2 separate regions of the Callithrix jacchus genome follow, and region 2 is linked to region 1. A link is a contact called in public Hi-C data. All regions are on one chromosome and are shown on one strand. The core of a region is the stretch at or near the end of the contact, and the rest is flanking DNA. Distances in the headings are between cores, read along the strand shown.

Region 1 (2,700 bases), core at 37-2,536:
AAAGACACTAGCAAATCCTAATGTTGAAGCTTTTAAAAGCATTCCCACTTAGAATTAAACAGGATAGGGAAGGTTCCTCCCCCTTATAGGAAAACTAAGCTGTAATTTACTGGTTTCAATTTATAACTACAAAGTGTGTGTGTTGGAGGGAAAGGGAGATGATAAGTTGGGGAGTTTTAAGAAAAAGACACCTGCATGAGGTAGAGCGAAAGTGGACATCCTGAGGACCTGATTTCTAAAAGCAGCAGGCCTGCTAGGACAACTTAGCCTCTTTCATACTGATCGCAAAAGCAAATTTTAAACTTGTAAGGTGGATCCTGGTAGTTGCCGGTCTGCAGATACACCAGGTTGAAGACTCGCAGCACCTAATGTCACTTTTTCATGTTCACGCCCTCCCAGAGCCCAGTCCGTGTTTATGGAATGAAGGGGAAAACCCTAAATAATGAATGAACGAGAAATGAGTCTAGTCAGGAGGATGGCCCTGGACACCGACTAGGAGAAGGCAGGGACGATGCTCCCGGGGCCGGGAGGCGCTCGAGGACCCCCGGACACAGTGGAGAACGCGGACCGCGATCGGGCAGGGGTGTAGGGCCAGACAAAGGCAACGCTAGCGGCCTGACAGGGGTGCCGAGCGGGGGCGGGGGCCGCGGGCGCTCACCTCATCTCCCCATTTGAGAACGTCCTTGTGCCGGTCCTTGACTGCGTGGTAGATGTGCAAGAACTGGAGGATCCCATGCCTCCGCACGTGGTCCGCATGGCGCTTGGTTTCCTCCCAGCTCAGCGGCGAGCCCTGGGACAGCAGACCCATGGCCGCCCCCTCCTCCTCCTCCTCGGGGCTGACGGCGGTCGCCCGCTACGGGCGCGAGCCGGACACTCAGCCGCCAGCAGAAGGCAGCTGCCGCTCCACCCCGCGGGGGCGCCCTCGGGCCGCAGTCGGCAGAGGGAGGGTCCCGCCCGCTCCGGCTCCCCGGCGGCGACCCCTGGCGCCCAGGTGACAGACCCTGGGTCCTACGCACTGCGCGGACGCGGAGGCAGAAGACCAAGGGCAGGCGGGACGGCTCTCAGCCCGGCGGCCTTGCTCAGACCCGCTCCCTCCTGCTCCCGCTCCTACTCCTGCTCCTGCTCCTGCTCCGATGCGGCGGCGGCGGCGGACTCCACGGCCACACTGCCGCGGCGGCTCCCGCTTCTCTTAGCCGGCGTGGTGCACTGGCTTCTTCCTACTTGTGACCAAAACCTGCGCCGCCGCCGAGCATGCCCAGTTTTCGCGTCCGCTAGCTGGCCGCTCCTGGGCGCGATCCGTCGCTCCGGGTTTTATAGACTACGGGCGAAGGCGTGGAGAGGAGGCGGTGCAGCGGCGGAGGCGCGGCCGGGAGCCGGGTGGGAACCCGGGACGCAAAGGAGGCGGGTACCGGGGAGGTTGGGGCGGTGTCGAAGAGAGCAGCTGACGGGAGCGGGGCGTGAGGTCGGCCTCGCTTTAAGCAAACGCGACATGTCAAAATGCATTTTTTTTTTTTTTCCAAACCAAAAGAGATAAACTTGGGGTCGAGGAAGAAAGTTGATTATTTGAATCAATGACGAACCCACCATGTTATTTTTTAGTTGGACAGGGCCTCACACTTGAATCAGAGTGAGGGCGGTAGAATGTGTTGAGAAAAGTGTTTACATGGGAGTGAGGTGAAACAGTTCAACTCTAGGCTCCATCACTTACTGATTGTGAGACTTGGAGAAGTTCTTCCCACATCTGCATAAAATTAGATTAATTCTATCTTTTACAGATGTCATAATTATGTGCATAGTGTACATGTGTATAGTGTTGATGGCCAGTAAATTGACCCGATTATTAAGAGGAATCAACTTGTCAACATGTGTAAATCATCATTATTCGCTACTCTCTTGATTAACATATGTTCTCTGGATGGCACGGACACCATTTATTGCAAAAAGTCTCCGGACAGACCATGTGAGGAACCATCTCCAAAAGTTTATCCTCCATGTAAACCTAAGATTCATTCATTAAGTGATCAAAATGACGTTCATGTGAGCCTATGATGGGGGCTGAAGATAGTGGGAACACCTAGAGTTGACCTTATCTCGGAGGGAAAGGAGAGGAAGGAATTACCTTGCCCCCAAATAATTGTTCAATAAATATATGTTTACAGAGCAATGACCTGTCAGGGGAAAAGTGAAAGCAACTAGATATACATGTACCTACCAGGAAAGTGTGTATTTTTCATACCCTCTTCCCTGGCACTACAGAGTTAACATTTAGTAAGCACTTGTTAATTGTCTTACGAGTATATGATAGGATTCTCTTCTCATATTGGGTGTGCCCCTCACAGAGCCTGGGGACATTAATACCCAAGGTCTGACTGGGATTTCTACAATGGTGTGAGAGTGTGTGTGTGTGTGTGTGTGTGTGTGCGCGGTGGGGATGTTTGAAGCTCAGGAGATGTTTTCATCCTCATCACACAGCTGGGATAGAGACCAAACCACAGTTAATTTTTCCACAACCTTTTCAAAAACTTCCTTTGCCCTCCCACCAACCTCACTAGATCTGTATATGGTCCTGGCACTCTGTTGTTTTCCTGCTTGAAATTCTCCACCTGACACACTCAGGTTCATCCTTGGAGTCACAGTTATTCCTCTCTGTATTTGGTTGCATTCGTACTTTATTGATAGACTCATTTTAAAAATAGCTCC
Region 2 (2,700 bases), core at 185-2,684, 97 kb after region 1:
GGCAAATTGAATTACTGTTCTTGGTTGTACAAACTTCAGGCTATCTAAGCTTCAGGCTAATGGTCCTTAGGGACATAGTTTTATTTGGTGATCTTCCCAGGGCATACATTAGGGCCAAGGCTTCCTTTCAACAGATTGGTGTAGCCTTTAGGGTGAGGGTAAGGCTCCCAGGGTACTTGAAATTCTTCTTGAATAGAGGACAAGGGATAAAATGCAAATACTTCTAGTTTAAACAACCAAATGACTCAAATTTACACCATAAATTAAATGACTAATATCGATTCCTTCATTGAGAGCAGGATTATGGCAGAAAATACGCTGGGGCCTGAGGTATGGAGGAAGAGGAATTTTGGCTAACACAAAGGTTATTAACTGCAGTCCCTGGGTGGAATCCCTATTCCTTTTCAGTCAGATTTTGTTTTAAGCTTTATTACATTGTCATGGGATATCTTTCAAAATCCTTTACTCAATCAAGTATGGGGGGGAATTGCGTTAAAATACAGAATTAAATCTTAAGTCTTTACGGATATCGATGATTTTCATTTTTAAATAAAATCTATACGAATACCTTCAACTTCGTTAAGAAAAAAGGAGAGAGGAAAATAAACTTTTGAACACGAAATCACTTACATAAACCTCAAGTGTACTAACGTGTGGAGGAAAAAAAATCTCAAATGTGGGTGTAACCGCTATACTTTCGGGAAACGTGCCGCCTTGGAAGAGTGCCTGTAACGAATTCCGTCTGCCACCCAGTGGCCACTGAAATAAATTTCTTTTGTTGGCTATGGCTCTGGATTTTGCTAAGAAAAAAAAAAAAAAAAAAAAAAAAAAAGAAGACACAGAGGTAGATTATGCCATACCAGGAATTTAAAGCCATCAAGACATGTGCCTCGACATGTTTTACCATACGATCAGTGTAGTAAATGCTAAATATTTTCCTTTTCGCGAACTCAAAGGTTAACCACGTGGCTCTATAAATAAATAACGTGTTCTTCCGGCGTCCCTGCGTCTACCTGGGCTCAAATACTGACTGGCACGGAAGACACCGAACTGGCCCGGGATTCCCGAGTCACGCTGTTGGGCATCGAGAGGGTGCAGCAGGACACGCCGACGGTGGCCTCGGGTAGCTCGTCGTCCTCCGTCCACTCGTTGAGCTCGGGGCTGAAGCACTGGATGCACTTCTTATACTTCTTCTCGCCCTCGTTCCAGCCCCCTACCAGGTAGGCGCGGCCGTGCAGCGCCGAGGCGCCCGCAGTGCTCACTCCCACCTGCAGCGGCGCCGCGTAGCTCCACTGGCCGGTCGCGGGGCTGTAGCACTCCACTGTCAGCACGTCCACGCGCTCCCCGCGCGGCCCCACCTGGCTGCCGCCCATCACGTACACTCTGTCGCCCAGCGTGACCGCGCAGTGCCAGCCCCGGGGTGTGCTCAGGCTCGGCAGCTCCTGCCACGAGTCGCTGGCCGGGTCGTAGGCGCACACCGAGCGCGAGTAGGCGTTGGCGATGTAGCCGCCGGTCAGCAGCACGCGGCCGTCGGCGACCGCGCCGGCGTGGCAGCAGCGCGCCACCTCCAGGGGCGTCTTCGGTTGCCACTGATTGGTGGAGGGCACGTAGCACTCCAGCGAGGCCAGGCTGCCTTCTGCGTTGCGGCCGCCCGCGGCGTACAGAAGCCCGTTGAACACGCTCAGGCTGAAGTGCGTGCGCTTCTGGTTCATGCTGGCCAGGTGTATCCAGGTGTTGAAGCGCGGATCGTACCTGGAAATGGCAGAGGAGGCGTGACAGCCTTGGCGGCGGCAGCTGGGAAACCCCTGTTACTCTGCAAACCACGCTCCTTACCTGGAGGCTGGCGTTTCTCGCTCAGCCAGTAAAAATGTGTGACACTTGGAAAAGGCAAAGCCGGCATTGACTTCCCCTCGCCCCCTCCCCTCCCCCGTTTATAAGATCACTCCCTTTATGGGGCCACTTGGAGAAGAGCCCAGAGACTGAATCTTTCAGTCCTTCTTTCCTCCATATTCAAATATCTATCATCCAGTGGGATTTATGAGATGTGGCTTTTGTGGCGATCAGAGGTGGGCACCGCCATATTAAAGTCAATTCTGCATATCTTCAGATGCTATCCATTTCTAACTGCCTCTCACTGTTTAAGATACAAATTGACTGACTGGATTTCTCCACTCCTCACAAACCCCTTATTCCTACACCTATCCTGGCCATTGCGACAGTAAAGCCAAGCCACTCCACCATGTCTTCTCTTGTCTGTTAGATTGAGATCAATGGAATACATGCCTAAAAGCATCAACAAAGGCTTAACTTCCTACACTCTTCTATTTTTCAGCACTTATAAAGAAGACTTTTTAGTTTAGGGATAAATATATATATATATATATATATATATTTTCAGTGCTTGGAACTATCCATGCGTAAGCATTGAAATTGATTTCGACTTGAGTACTAACAGGTGTCTTTTCAGCAGAAAGAAAACAAGCATAGTGAACTGATCCTGTCCTGTAGTTTAGAAGTATTGTAAATACAGAACTCACTCCTTCAGTCTGATGTTTATCTTTGTCCCATTTAACTCCCAAATTAAACAACTATAGTTACAAATTAAACACTGAAAATTAGTTAATTGGGTTATTTTAAATGCATACACACAATGGAATAATAAAGAATATTTTTCATGAAATACTACACACATTTTCAGAT

The links. A called contact is a pair of places that touch in the nucleus more often than the background predicts.
Region 2: a Hi-C map of skeletal muscle shows a contact between it and region 1, with 3 times the contacts expected there. The contact joins the enhancer-like site here to the promoter of GCLC in region 1. A contact is called at or near these places in 2 of 3 Hi-C or Micro-C datasets (both in skeletal muscle).

The regions. Positions count from the first base shown.
Region 1 is chr4:61,777,222-61,779,921 of calJac240_pri, forward strand. GCLC (glutamate-cysteine ligase catalytic subunit) reads right to left here and starts at 1,287. Exons shown (of 15, transcript XM_078370701.1): 1 at 659-1,287. The coding sequence starts at 808.
Region 2 is chr4:61,873,952-61,876,651 of calJac240_pri, forward strand. KLHL31 (kelch like family member 31) reads right to left here. Exons shown (of 3, transcript XM_002746659.6): 3 at 1-1,752. The coding sequence ends at 1,020. Among named protein-coding and RNA genes, the nearest start is that of KLHL31, 15 kb to the right of the region's middle. Within about 2 kb of position 1,435, at least 8 of the 16 cell types and tissues checked have an H3K27ac peak or open chromatin away from gene starts, as enhancers often do. A contact at or near this core is called in skeletal muscle, where this site is marked.